Linked DNA regions of Mus musculus: region 2 is linked to region 1. A link is a contact called in public HiChIP or PLAC-seq data. All regions are on one chromosome and are shown on one strand. Each heading gives the region's core, a stretch centred on a gene start, on an enhancer-like site or on the middle of the called end of the contact. The rest is flanking DNA. Distances are from core to core; before and after follow the strand shown.

The links. HiChIP or PLAC-seq counts read pairs in DNA pulled down with a chosen protein or histone mark.
Region 2: an H3K4me3 HiChIP or PLAC-seq map of embryonic stem cells shows a contact between it and region 1, with 8 read pairs. The contact joins the enhancer-like site here to the promoter of Os9 in region 1. A contact is called at or near these places in 2 of 39 promoter capture datasets (cranial neural crest and pre-B cells), 3 of 484 Hi-C or Micro-C datasets (CD4 T cells, the G1E-ER4 cell line and embryonic stem cells) and 1 of 115 datasets of contacts at active chromatin or transcription factors (embryonic stem cells).

Annotation. Positions count from the first base shown.
Region 1 is chr10:127,115,779-127,122,526 of GRCm38.p6, forward strand. It overlaps Os9 (amplified in osteosarcoma), which reads right to left and starts at 5,382. Exons shown (of 15, transcript NM_001171026.1): 1 at 5,179-5,382; 2 at 4,591-4,767; 3 at 3,826-3,889; 4 at 3,625-3,701; 5 at 3,321-3,419. The coding sequence starts at 5,340.
Region 2 is chr10:127,655,280-127,662,031 of GRCm38.p6, forward strand. It overlaps Stat6 (signal transducer and activator of transcription 6), which reads left to right. Exons shown (of 22, transcript NM_009284.2): 13 at 18-224; 14 at 1,645-1,739; 15 at 1,829-1,965; 16 at 2,277-2,423; 17 at 2,918-2,981; 18 at 3,078-3,182; 19 at 3,350-3,421; 20 at 4,154-4,219; 21 at 4,310-4,438; 22 at 4,516-5,708. The coding sequence ends at 4,702. It overlaps Nab2 (Ngfi-A binding protein 2), which reads right to left. Exons shown (of 7, transcript NM_008668.2): 7 at 5,639-6,500. The coding sequence ends at 6,391. Among named protein-coding and RNA genes, the nearest start is that of Gm30989, 5.6 kb to the left of the region's middle. Within about 2 kb of position 3,027, at least 40 of the 459 cell types and tissues checked have an H3K27ac peak or open chromatin away from gene starts, as enhancers often do. A contact at or near this core is called in the G1E-ER4 cell line and embryonic stem cells, where this site is marked.

The DNA of each region.
Region 1 (6,748 bases), core at 4,132-6,631:
GGTTTCTCTGTGTAGCCTTGGCTGTCCTGGGACTCACTCTGTAGAACAGGCTGGCCTCGAACTCAGAAACCCGCCTGCCTCTGCCTCCCAAGTGCTGGGATTAAAGGCGTGCGCCACCACTGCCTGGCATTAGTTATTTGTTGAGATAAAGTTTCACTCCATGGTGTAGGCAGGCCGCTGACAGGGCTCCCAGAGGGATCATGGATGATGACATTGCAGTGTGCTGGTCAGGGAGGCTGGGAGTAAAGGACTCACTCTCACCAGAGAGGTGGTCTTCCTCCCACCGTGTGCCTGCCTGGACCTTCCCAAAATGCCCATGACAGCTGGAGGTCGTTTCCAGTCTTCCTCTTCTTTGAAAGTCCAGGTGCAGTCAACACGGCCTTGTCCTTCCTGGGTCCTATGGCATGGTGACGCCTCTGTGGCCCCGTAGGAAAGTCCCTTTCTACTTACTCTCTGAGATGCTAAGATGGCTTCCTCAAGTCTCAGGCTGGTGTCCAGCTCTCTATCCTTCTGCCTCAGCTCCCTAACTGTCGGGCTCACATATCCAGCTTCTCTCTCACTTTCCCAACTGTCACTGAAGTCTGACTCACACCCATGGCTCCTACGCCTCTCGCTGTGATATGCTCTCTCTCCAGGCCTGCGGATCTTTGCTTACCTGGGAAATCTCTACTCCCGGGCCTGACAGTCACTAAAAGTATCATCTGGAAAACCAAACTCACCGTCAAGCTCCCTCCTCTCTCCCTGGAGAGAGTCATGTGCAAATCCTTCCTCTTGGGCTGCTGACTTTCCCCTCTAAAGCCCTCTCTTCACCCTCAGCAGGATTGCCATGTTACCTGACTGATCTCTCAATGGCTGGCCATGGGTCAGAGCCTCCAAAGCCAGGGCAGGGGTGGCATGTCTCACTCTGCTGACTCCATGCTGGCTGCTGGGCACTGTGCCTCAGCACAAGGACTGTGCCTCTCCCAGCCTGTGTCCTGCCCCTGACAGCTGCCCACTCCCATCTCATACGCCCTTGGCTTATGACTAGTCCTCCCCATCCCCATCCCTGTGACTCTCAGTTCCCAGGTCACACCATTGACTTTTTTTTTTTTTTTTTTTTTGAGACAGGGTTTCTCTGTGTAGCCCTGGCGGTCCTGGAACTCACTCTGTAGACCAGGCTGGCCTCAAATCCACAATCCTGCCACTTTCAGCCGCTGGAGCTAAAATGGCCGTGATCATCTTAACTGTGCCCCATGTCCAACACAACAACACATCTTATTGGTTTTACCTTCAGAATATAAATACAACGTAGGCAGAGAGAGGGCGTAAGCAAATCACAAAGCTATACACACGTGTGAAATGTCACGAGGAGCTGGAGAGGTGGTCAGGGCTCGACAGTTAAGAGCACATACTGCTCTTGCTGAAGACCCAGGTTCGGTTCCAGCTCACAACTGCCTGTACCTCTAGTTGCAAAAAATCTGACTCCTCTGCCTTCTAAGGGTACCCATACACATGGTGCACAAAAACTCATCCAGGCAAGACACACACACACACACCCCTAAATGTTTTTTAGAAAGCTTTAAAATAGTTTCTTCTTTAAATATTTTTAAAATGCTATAATGAAACCCACTATTTTATATAAAAGTTTTTTAAAAATTAAAATTAAGCCAGGTAATGGTGGTGTCTCCCTCTAATCCCAGTACTCAGGAGGCAGAGGCGGGTGGATCTCTGTGAGTTAAGGGCAGCCTGGTCTACAGGGTGAGCTCCAAGACAGTCACTGATAAAGCCGAAATGTCAGATGGTTTCCAGGACCAGACGGAAGGGGCAGGGAGTGGCACAACAGAGCTAGTTCACACCCCTGTCAAGGACTGACCTGACCGGCAAAGTTTTGGCAGCGCTGTAAGATGGCTGACAGGCATCATACCGACGGCCTGGCTTGGGCATGGATGAAGTATTAGCACAACAGATGAGTGCTAACATGGTAAGCGTCTTCCCCCTCTTGAAATGGAGTGTTCGATGCTACTGCGCAATTGGCTGTGGGAATCTGTTTTGCATACCGCTAGTGCTGGTGGGTGCCACGGCTGCTGGGGCTGTAGGTAGCTCTCTATCGGTGCCTACGATGGTGTAGATGGGGACGCTTTCTGCATGCACCTGCCTGCACTCAGCTATGACCCAGGAGACTAAGGAGGACCACCTGTGAGGAGGCTACTGAGAATTCAGAGACCCAGCCACGGGACAAACTAGGGTTTTCTTTTGTTTGTTTTCCTGTAGTTCGCAATAGCCTTAGGCTCATCTCTGCCTCCCAAACTTACTGAGATTACAGGTAAGTACTGCCATACCCAACTGAAGAGAGGCTTTTGGTTTTGGGGGGCTGCCCTGGAACCCACTTGGAAGACCAACCAGGCTGCCTTTAAACTCACAGAGATCCACCTGTCTCTGCTTCCCAAGTGCTAGGATTTAAGGCTTGCATGGCCACTGCCAGCCCTAAAGGGAGTGTTTTGTTTTGGTTTTGGTTTTTGAGACAGGATTTCTCTGTGCAGCCCTGGCTATCCTGGAACTCACTCTGTAGACCAGGCTGGCCTCAAACTCAGAAATCTGCCTGCCTTGCCTCTGCCTCCCAAGTGCTGGGATCAAAGGCGTGCACCACCATTGCCCGACTGAAGAGTTTTAAAAGGCCATTAGGAGGATAGCCGTGCTTTGAGAGAACTAGCCCTCTCTCCCTCCTTCTCATTCTCACTCCTTAGCTATGATTCAAGGCTGTGACCCTTTAACACAGTCCTTCCTGTTGTGGTGACCCCCACCACCGCTCCCAGCCATGAGATAATTTTCTAGCTGAAATCTTGCTACTGTTACGAATCATAATGTAACTATCTGATATTCAGGGTATCTGATGTATGGGCCTTGTGGGGGGGTCGCGACCCACAGGTTGAGAACCACTGGCCTGTGGCTTCTTTCAGACTCGCTTCTCACTTTAGCGTCTGTCTTCCCCTCTACCTCAGGCCTTCCCTACACGCAGGAGCTTCCTGTTCACTCCCCGTTCTGCCGGAAGAGTCAAGACCAATGTCTCCCTGCTACACCCAGAGCAAGAAGAGTCAAAGGCAGGCGCTAACGTTTACAGCTTAGGTAGCGGGGGAAGGAGAGGAGATGCTGGAAAGGTTAAATGTGGCTAGAAGTACTGAGGGTAGCCTGTGGTAAACGAAGAGTTAAATTACCTCTGAAGATGCAGCTGAGACTGGGCTGGACACCTAAGAGATCCTCTGACTCCAGGGCATAAGCATTCTCCTCCCTTAGCAGGCAGACTACTGTTATTCAGGGACCCTTTTCTTTCCTGGAAGACTTACCCGAACTTCAGCTTCTCGGGGCTTCCCGTTGAGATCACATTTGGACCCGTTGCCGTAGGTCTGGCTGTGGTAGCGTTTCAGCCGATGCTGCTTGGAAGCCTGGAGAAAACATGAGGCGGGGTGGAGAGGGCGTGAGAAAGGGAACACACTCCCGCAGGGACCGGGGGATCACAGAACAGAGCCCAGGAGGCTTGATGGGTACCAAACCCCAAGAGGCACACCAGCTCAATGTGACCCTCCCTGTTGCCTGGGCCCTCTATCTGCCGCTCAGCCGGTCCCCAATCCAACCCCACACCCCAGTCACCTTGGCTGTTTCGTCGTCCCAGTTGAAGGAGGACTGGTAGTGGCCAAGATAGAGGACGTCACCTTTGATCTCCGAGTCTGTAAGGGAAACCACAGTAAAGCCCACTATTCTCATGATGAGGCCTAGAAGGGAGGACTGGGAGGGAAGGTTACCAACCACACAGGGTCATGAAGGCTTAGGGGGAGTGTAGGAGCGATTCACCTTCCATATGGTACTGCTGGATATGACGTCCATAACAGAATTCATATGTCCACCAGTCCTTGGTCTGATAGTGGAAAAAGGAACAATCAGGAGGCAAGAAAATGATCTCCTTGTGAAACCACAGTCTCCTGGCTCCGAGATATATAACCTGTCATTTAGTTCTCACCTCCCTTTTTCTCTCCCCTCCCGCATTCTCGACTCTGTGAGAAGGGACAGCTGTTTTCTTTTCGTGGCTGGAGACGCACATCTAAAGTATAACTGATCCCCACCCATGCCCTTTCTTCTTCTTTTCTTCTTCTCTTCTTTCTTCTTCTTTCTTCTTTCTTCTCAGACAGGGCTATGATGCTCTGTGACCCACCTGGGATCACAGGCATAAATCATTCCCTGCCCTCCATAAAGATAAGAAATCATGGTATCCTTGAAGCACTTGGATGAGGACTCCCACAGGTTCAAGTATTCACTGAACTTCGTGGAATACAATGGCATCCTGAGGTAATGAGCAATAGGAGCAGGAGGTGACTTTACAGGTAGGCTCCAGCTCTTCTGGTCCCACCACCGTCCTTCTGATGTTGGTTTAACCTATTTTGAGATCTTCTATCTTAACCTTTCCCTACATTCAGCAGAGTCTTTGCTTTGCACGCCCCCACCCCACCCCCCACGCTCCCCCCCCCCCAAACATATCTAGTACACCAATGGCCCTTTAACTCCCACTGGCCTCCATTCCGGTTCCCAAGCCTTCCCTCCGCCCACCCCAGTTCCTTTCACCTTCAGCAAACAAGGGGCATCTCTCATTGGGCTCAACAATTCAGGGATCCCGGGCCCCTGGTAAGCAGGCGTCTCCTCCTCTCTTTCACGTTGGAAGTGAATAGCTCCAGCTGGTAGGCGGCACTCATAGCGCTGTTTGTACTTTGAAGACACAACCACCACGTCTGAAGCTTGGCTCTGGGAAAGAAGGGTCGGGAAGAGGGGCAGGGAGGCAGAGGCTGGGACCAAGAACAACGAGATCCCTCTTCAGACCCTGGGGACGTGCCCAGTGGAAGAGAGAATAAGCCACAAGTCCTCCAGCTGCCCCGGCTGAGCGGAGGAGAGGGCGTTCTCGCTTCCCCACCCGGCGGGGTCCCAGTGATTTCACTACGACCTGGGGAACTAAGGTCTACAGTGGGGAGCCCTACCCCTGTCGGTGCCTGGTCTCCGAGGATGGGTCTGCCTGCCATTCCCAGCAGGACCGCAGGAACACCACCATCCCTTCTCCATTCCCCCATTCTCCCGAGCCCGGTGCGCAGTTGCCCTTCCTCCTCCACCGTGCGCCCCTTCCTCTTGCACAGGACCCTCACCTCGCCCCACACCCCTTACCTGCCCTCCCATGACAGGCAACGGCAAGATCTGGATGCCATAACGCATCTCACTCAGCTCCTCCAAATTCAGGCTCCCGACACCGCCCGTCAGACGCGCAGGTAACAGGAGCCCTAGAAATAGCAATCCCAACAGACTGGACAGCAGCACCTCCGCCGCCATCTTCCGCTCCGTCTCTGCTAGAGATGTCCCTTCCGCCCCAAACCTGGCAGCGGCCTCACCCGCCCATTAGCGCCCCAAGCTTTCATTGGCTGTCCGGGAGCTCTCTCTTACGTAACGCATCCTCATTTGTAAACGTGGCGTCAAAGCCTCCAGGGAGGCGGGTCGCATTGTTAGTAAAAATCAATAGCTGTTTCTGATTGGCCAAGAGCAACAACCAATCATCGGCGAGATTGGGCCCCTCCCCTCCTCGCTCCTTAATCCTGAGGTGTGGTATGTGGCTGTGTTCTTTTGCCTGTTGTCTCATCCCCAGCTGTCGGAAATAAACCTTCTTACTATTTTTCATATATTTCTTGCAATGTATGGCATCTCCATCGGGCAGAATATTGAAGCGGATGGTGAGTGCGGGGGATATTTTTGGAAGTTACTTAATATCTTTTCAAAATATACTATACAGAAGCATGCTTCTTCATAAAAATATACATATATCGCACAGATATTTATGTATGTACATATATAATTATGTACATATTTACATTTATATACACACAAATATACATGTACATATTTTTATATACACATATATGATAATATATTACCAACAACCAAATAATCTGTGTCAAAACCTGAATTTGCCCTCCAATAAAATTATTTTAAGAAGGAGAGTGTGGTAGTGCATGCCTGTAATCCCGACACTCATGACACAGAGGCAGGAGGCTCAATAATTCAAGGTCATCCTCTTCCATATTGTGAGTTTGAGACCAGCCTTCGATATTTGAGTCACACTCTCAAATACACACAGACACTGGCTTAGCAGGGTTCAAGCTGCATCACAGTTGGTGTACACACCTGGAATCCAAGCAGTCATCCTTGGCTACATAGAGTTGGGTTCAAGCCTGGAATACATAAGACTCTGTCTCAAAAGAAGAAGAAATAATAATGGAGCCAACAGTGGAGGTAGATGCCTATAATTATAAGCTGAGGCAAAAAGATGAACAGTAGGAGCCAGCCCAGCTTATGAATAGCAATCTTTGAGGAGGAGGAGGAGGAGGAGGAGGAGGAGACAAGGAGGAGGAAGGCAGGGGAGAGGAGAAGGAAGAACTAAAAATAAGGGCCTTCTGGTTAAAGTTGGGCTGGGTCTTGGGTATGTGGGTAAAGTGTCTGTTTGTCCAGACTGTAAGGGAAAACCTGTAAAAACAAAAGGGAAATGAAGCTGGAAACAGACGGTAACTGAATTAGCAACCCTGAGAATATCAATTCCTAGACAACGGCAAACGAGAGACATTATATACCATTGGAAAATTTCTGCGGGGAAGCTCACCACGCCAGGGGAAAATCTAAAAGATACACAGACACATATCCTGCTTTTAACACCTTGGGTTATGTGCCTGCACACAGACTTTTCGATCAG
Region 2 (6,752 bases), core at 1,777-4,276, 540 kb after region 1:
TCTCTCCGTTTACCCAGGACCGAGTGCCCTTTGTGGTGGCTGAGCGAGTGCCCTGGGAGAAGATGTGTGAAACCCTAAACCTCAAGTTTATGGCTGAGGTGGGGACCAGCCGGGGACTGCTTCCAGAGCACTTCCTGTTCCTCGCCCAGAAGATCTTCAACGACAACAGCCTCAGTGTGGAGGCCTTTCAGCACCGCTGTGTGTCCTGGTCACAGTTCAATAAGGTCATTCTCCTGCTTTCAGTTTCTGACCCCAGCTCTTCACCCTCCAGTCACTCAAGAGCTCCTTTGCCTCTGCTCGTTGTGTAGCTTAGGCTGTCCTCAGACTCACCAGATAGCCCAGGCTAGCCTTGACTTCACAATCCTCCCACCTCAGTCTCCTACAGAAATGCACAGGAATGAGCCACCAGGTCCGACAGGAGCCTGTATTCTGACTTTTATTTTATTTTTTACTTTTTAAGATTTATTTATTTGCTGGGCAGTGGTGGTGCATGCCTTTAATCCCAGCACTTGGGAGGCAGAGGCAGGTGGATTTCTGAGTTCAAGGCCAGCCTGGTCTACAAAGTGAGTTCCAGGACAGCCAGGGCTACACAGAGAACCCCTGGCTCAAACAAACAAACAAATAAACAAACAAACAAACAGATTTATTTATTTTATGTATGTGAGTACACTGTTGCCGTCTTCAGACACCAGAAGAGGGCATCAGCTCTCATTACAGATGGTTGAGAGCGACCACGTGGTTGCTGGGAATTGGACTCAGGACCTCTGAAAGAGCAGTTGTTGCTTTTAACCAACCGCTGAGCCATCTCTCCAGCCTGTATTTCCAACTTTTAATATCAGCTACTGTATTTTTCTCTGTCTCCAAAGTGAGGTGGCTCAGGACTGAGTCAGTTACAAGAACAGGGAAAGGAGTCCATGTCTGTGACCATGTTATCATCACGCAAGTCACCGAATGAATGCTAAAGTCACTTTTCAAGAAACAACGCCTTCCCTTGGCTCCCACTTTAGGCTTTTCCTCTTTCAAGCAAACAAACCAGAGGGTGGGGGAGAAGAAGCTCATGTGGCCAGAGAAAGCATCGCTGAGGAGAACAGGACAGCAGGACAATTATCTTCCTCTGGATGGGCCTTTAGCAGGTCCCACTGGGGATGCGACAATAGGCTGCAGGCTTAAACCTCCACCCTGTCCCGCCAGTAGTGTGGACCTAAGGAAGTCACTTGCCTTTCCAGCTTCCATTCCATTGCTCTGATTGTTATGTGATATACAGAAAGATTAAAAAAAAAAATGGGGCTGGTGAGATGGCTCAGTGGGTAAGAGCACCCGACTGTTCTTCCAAAGGTCCGGAGTTCAAATCCCAGCAACCACATGGTGGCTCACAGCCATCCGTAATGAGATCTGACGCCCTCTTCTGGAGTGTCTGAAGACAGCTACAGTGTACTTACATATAATCAATAAAAAAATCTTTAAAAAAAATGAATATACAGGAAAGCCTGAAGGAGTGCCTAGGGCGGTTGGGGTAAGCAGTTGCCATTGATGGGCCTTAGGTCCACTTTGGTCTTCAACTGTTGATCCTCAGACTCTCAAAGCCCCATGCTTGTTCCAGCTCAGCCCTTCCCCCACTCACCTCTGTACTCCTCCCCACTTCAGGAGATCCTGCTGGGCCGAGGCTTCACATTTTGGCAGTGGTTTGATGGTGTCCTGGACCTCACCAAACGCTGTCTCCGGAGCTACTGGTCAGATCGGTGAGTCCCTGCCTCAGGGACCAAACGCCTATGGCTCCCTCTTCACACCCAGAACCCAACAGCCTTGTCCTCTCCTTCACTCTGACCAGGCTGATCATTGGCTTTATTAGTAAGCAATATGTCACTAGCCTTCTCCTCAATGAGCCAGATGGGACCTTCCTCCTCCGCTTTAGCGACTCTGAGATCGGGGGCATCACCATTGCACACGTCATCCGGGGTCAGGATGGTGAGTCACCACAATCCTCTAACTCCATGCTCTCTCCTGGGGTGGGAGGGGTTCTGGGGGAAGGAAATGCCCCGGCTACCCTTGATGTCCACCTGATCTTCAGGAACTTCTTCCTAGCATTTTACTTCCCATCTTCCTGTGGTATAACCTTCAACTCCTATGGCAATGGAGACAAGTGGGTCCCCTTCACTCTAGCCTTCACCCTAGGCCTTCTCTCACCTGCCCTGGTGGGTTGAGAATGGATCTTGTGATGGGGCTGGGGAAAAAGAAATTTGGACGGGAGGACACTTAGAGTCTCATTCCTCTCCTAGGCTCCTCACAGATAGAGAACATCCAGCCATTTTCTGCCAAAGACCTGTCCATTCGCTCACTGGGGGACCGGATCCGGGATCTTGCTCAGTTAAAAAACCTCTACCCCAAGAAACCCAAAGATGAGGCTTTCCGGAGTCACTATAAGCGTGAGCAGGCAGCTCTGAAACCTCCTGTCACACACTGTCTCCCTGCCCTGGCTGTTGCCCTTTCTGTCGGTTGTCTCTCTTCTCTCCCATTTTGTAGCCCCGCCTCCACCTGCCCATCAATCTTCTTCCCTCCCTCTCTCCCTCCACCTGCCCATCAACCTTCCTCCCTCCCTCCACCTGCCCATCAATCTTCTTCCCTCCCTCTTTCACTCCACCTGCCCATCAACCTTCCTCCCTCCCTCCACCTGCCCATCAATCTTCTTCCCTCCCTCTCTCCCTCCACCTGCCCATCAACCTTCCTCCCTCCCTCCACCTGCCCATCAATCTTCTTCCCTCCCTCTCTCCCTCCACCTGCCCATCAATCTTCTTCCCTCCCTCTCTCACTCCACCTGCCCATCAACCTTCCTCCCTCCCTCCACCTGCCCATCAACCTTTCCCCCTCCACCTCTGTGGCAGTGGGATACTCCACAGTTCTCCTTTCCTTCCTGCCACAGCCGAACAGATGGGGAAGGACGGGAGGGGTTATGTCTCTACTACTATCAAGATGACTGTGGAAAGGTGAATAAACGGTTAGTGGGTGGAGACTGGGGGCCGTACTTGTCGGCAGGAAGGAGTGACCTTTGTCAGTCACGTGTGCTTCCTTCCCTCCTGTAGGGACCAGCCCCTTCCTACTCCAGAGCCCCAGATGCCTGCCATGGTGCCACCTTATGATCTTGGAATGGCCCCTGATGCTTCCATGCAACTCAGCTCAGATATGGGGTAAAGAGCTTGAGAGACGGGAGGGGACTGGCCTGTGCGCAGGCTTTCAGCGTAGCCAGCCGGTCGGCCGAGCAAGCTGGCCTTTTCAGACTGAATTTTCCTTTCTCGGAGGCAGGGTGTGGGGTTATCTGGGAGGGCTCGCACTGGAGTTTGTTTTCTTTCCCCAGGTATCCTCCACAGTCCATCCACTCATTTCAGAGCCTAGAAGAGTCCATGAGTGTACTGCCATCTTTTCAGGAGTAAGTCAGATGCGGTGGGGCAGCGTCCCGTCACAAGCCATGAATTGCCAGGCTTTGCGGAAGCAGCCCAGGCTGAACTCCGTCCTCCATGTGCTTGTGGGAGTGATGTCTAAGACTCAGAAGGCCAGGGTTAGAGGTCCTAGCCTCCAGCAATAACGATAATGACGTTATGGTGAAGGTTACACGAATTCATAATGTGTGTAGGCCCGAGCTGAGCGCTTACAGCAAACACTGCTAGCATATTCTCTCTCACCTGTGAAATTTACAGCAACTTATTTGCCGTATATTTGCTGTATTGCTGTGGTGCTGGGGCCTAAGCTCGTGCTAAGGACTGAACATGTGCCAAGCGCGTGCTCTGCCACTGACGACATCCCAGCAGCTGGGGTGATTTATTATTTATTAATCTTTTTTAATCCTAAAAATGATGCAGACTTTTTCCTTCCTCGAGTACCTTGGTGGTTTCATCAGCTCTATCTGACTTCTAGGGTTTGATGTGGGGTGGGCCTAGGGAACAGAATACCTATCGTTCAGACTGGACACACTGGAAACTCATACTATTTTACGGGGGGGAGGGGGGCGGGGGGACCTGATCTCAGAGCACAGTCAGTGAGATGCTAAGTCAAGACTTAGCATGGCAGCTTGTTTCCTGACTCATGTCTTGACTTTTGAATTCTCATTCTCTCTCTTTCCTCTCTCTCTCTTTCTGCACCCGCTTTTCCTTCCTGCTTCCAGGCCTCACCTGCAAATGCCCCCCAACATGAGCCAGATAACCATGCCCTTTGACCAGCCTCACCCCCAGTAAGTGACAAAGCCATTCCTGGCCCCACCCTCTCTGTTCTTCCCTTGCCTACCCCACCCCTCCTAATTTCCTCTTCTGACCCCTGGCAGGGGTCTGCTGCAGTGCCAGTCCCAGGAACATGCTGTGTCCAGCCCTGAACCCATGCTTTGCTCAGATGTGACTATGGTAGAGGACAGCTGCCTAACTCAGCCTGTGGGAGGTTTCCCCCAAGGCACCTGGTGAGTAGCAACCCGGGAGTGAGGGCTGAGACAATGGGTGCTGTGCCTGCTCCCCTACTTCTCCCTCCTCTTTGCAGGGTCAGTGAAGACATGTACCCTCCCCTGATGCCTCCCACTGAACAGGACCTCACCAAGCTTCTCCTGGAGAACCAAGGGGAGGCAGGAGGGTCCTTAGGAAGCCAGCCCCTCCTGCAACCATCTCCTTATGGGCAATCAGGGATCTCACTGTCCCACCTGGACCTAAGGACCAACCCCAGCTGGTGATCCCAGCTGGAGAAGCCCAGAAACAAAGCCTCTTCTGTCTCTATGGACCAGCTCTGGACACCTGCTCATGCAGGTGCCTTCCGTCTCAACTGTTCCTTGGTCAAGAGAAAAGAACTGGCTGGGAGACCATGTGGTGTATGGAACTGCTGTGCTCTGTCCTTCCTGCCATATCAGGGCCCCCCTTTTCCAGCACTGGGTGCAAAGGGATGAGTGGGGTGTTAATGCTCGAATGTGATACAACTGTATCACAACACACACGCACACACACATACACACACACCAGAACTGTGTTGAGCCAGGGCCTGGGACTCAACATACAGAAACATAGAGACATTGTGCCAAAGACAGAGGGCATATAGGCCTAGGGCATTGAAGCTGGGCTCAGGTGACTCTGGGAGGGAGAAAAAGGAAAAAGTGGGTATACAGTCACTGGTGTGAGTTCTACCCAGATTTTAAAAAACAAGACTCCAAAGCTCCAAATTCTTGCAAAAAAAGATGCCTAGTGACATTTGAGACTGCATTCTAAGAGCTAAGCTTGTGTATAGCTGTACCAATGTTTACCCAAGACATGTTAACCTATAGAAGTCACACATCACTGTATGACCGCACAGAACATGTATCTTCTGCTTTTGCCAGTGTGACCTTAACATATCTGAAAGGCTGAGACATTGTATAAGACAGCAACCCAGTATCATTTGGGGAGTAACTATGTGGCTGTGACATGCATAAAGCTCTAGCCTGGGTAACTTGATGCTTCCAGTGTTTCCTAGAGCCTGGGATATAAGTAGGGATGCAGACCTCTCTGTGTAAACTCCCTGGGCGTTGAGGCCCTCAACTGCTGTCTCTTGTACTTTTCTGTCCACTGCCAGCTCTGCCCCCCTCCCCCGGCTCTTACCCAGTCCTTTTTCCCTCACTGGAGGGGAAGGGGGCCATGGATCCTAAGCCATAAAATAAATTTTATTCCAAAATAACAAAATAAATAATCTACTGTACACAATCTGAAAAGAAAGACACGCTAAGTGTTCGACAGGTGCTGCAGTCCTGCCGGCTGAGGAGGCCCAGGGTCCAACCCAGGCCTCTAAGGGGCTGGTGGAGGGAACTTCGGGGCACCCTCCCACACAGTGCTGAGAGAAAGGTCTGCGGGGAGGGGGGAGATAAGAACGGGTGGGCAAACTGCAGCACTTGTTAAATTAAAGAAACAAACTAGAAGCACGAAAAATGGGGATGGGGAGGGGAGACCCAGTTTTCCCAAGCCCCCAGTCTCAGAGTGAAGGTTCCACTGTAAGTCGCTAGACCTTCCTGGGGAAGTTCTTTCTCCGTGTCCAAGTGAAGTAGTTCAGCTGCTCACACCACTGCTGGCCACCTGGAGAATATGTGTGTGTGTGTGTGTGTGTGTGTGTGTGTGTGTGTGTGTGTGTGGTATGAGAGAAAGGAGAGCCCCAGCAGGCTGGAGGCAAAGTCCGTGCCCCTAAGCCGGGTGAGGGCACACCTTGCACCGTCCTTGTGTCCTCTGGCCAGGCCCCTGCCTGTTATTGCTTGAAGCCCCATAGTCCTGTGCCCATGGGGCGGATGGGAGGCAGAGGGCAGCAGAAGGATCCTTCTAGGGTAGTGGCGAGTGCAAGGATGGAGAATGTGGGGGTCTAAGTGAGCCAGAAGTCTGGGTCCTGGGTCTGAGACTTCCCCCACTTTCACTGCCGGCTGGCTTCTGCCTCCACTTTAACGCTGCTCCTGCGGCCCTCCACCAGAGCAGGATGAGGTCCCGGGGCAGGGCAGCGGTCCAGCAACCCCTCCTCGAACTCTGTAGGAAAGAGGTGTAGGTTGGTTAGAACACTGGGTTGGAGGCTGAGCAGAAGCGTTGTTATGAGGCCAGGCACAGAAAAATGCGAAGACAGCTCCATTTATTGAATTACTGCCTCCTGCCCACTGCATGTGTATGGGGGTTCCGTACCCAAGCGTATGCAGCTCCCCCTCCTAGTTTGGTTGTGTGTAGCTCTCTGTCTCTGTGTGTCTCTCTTCCCTGTCTCGCCCGCCTCTGCTCTGCTGGAATTTC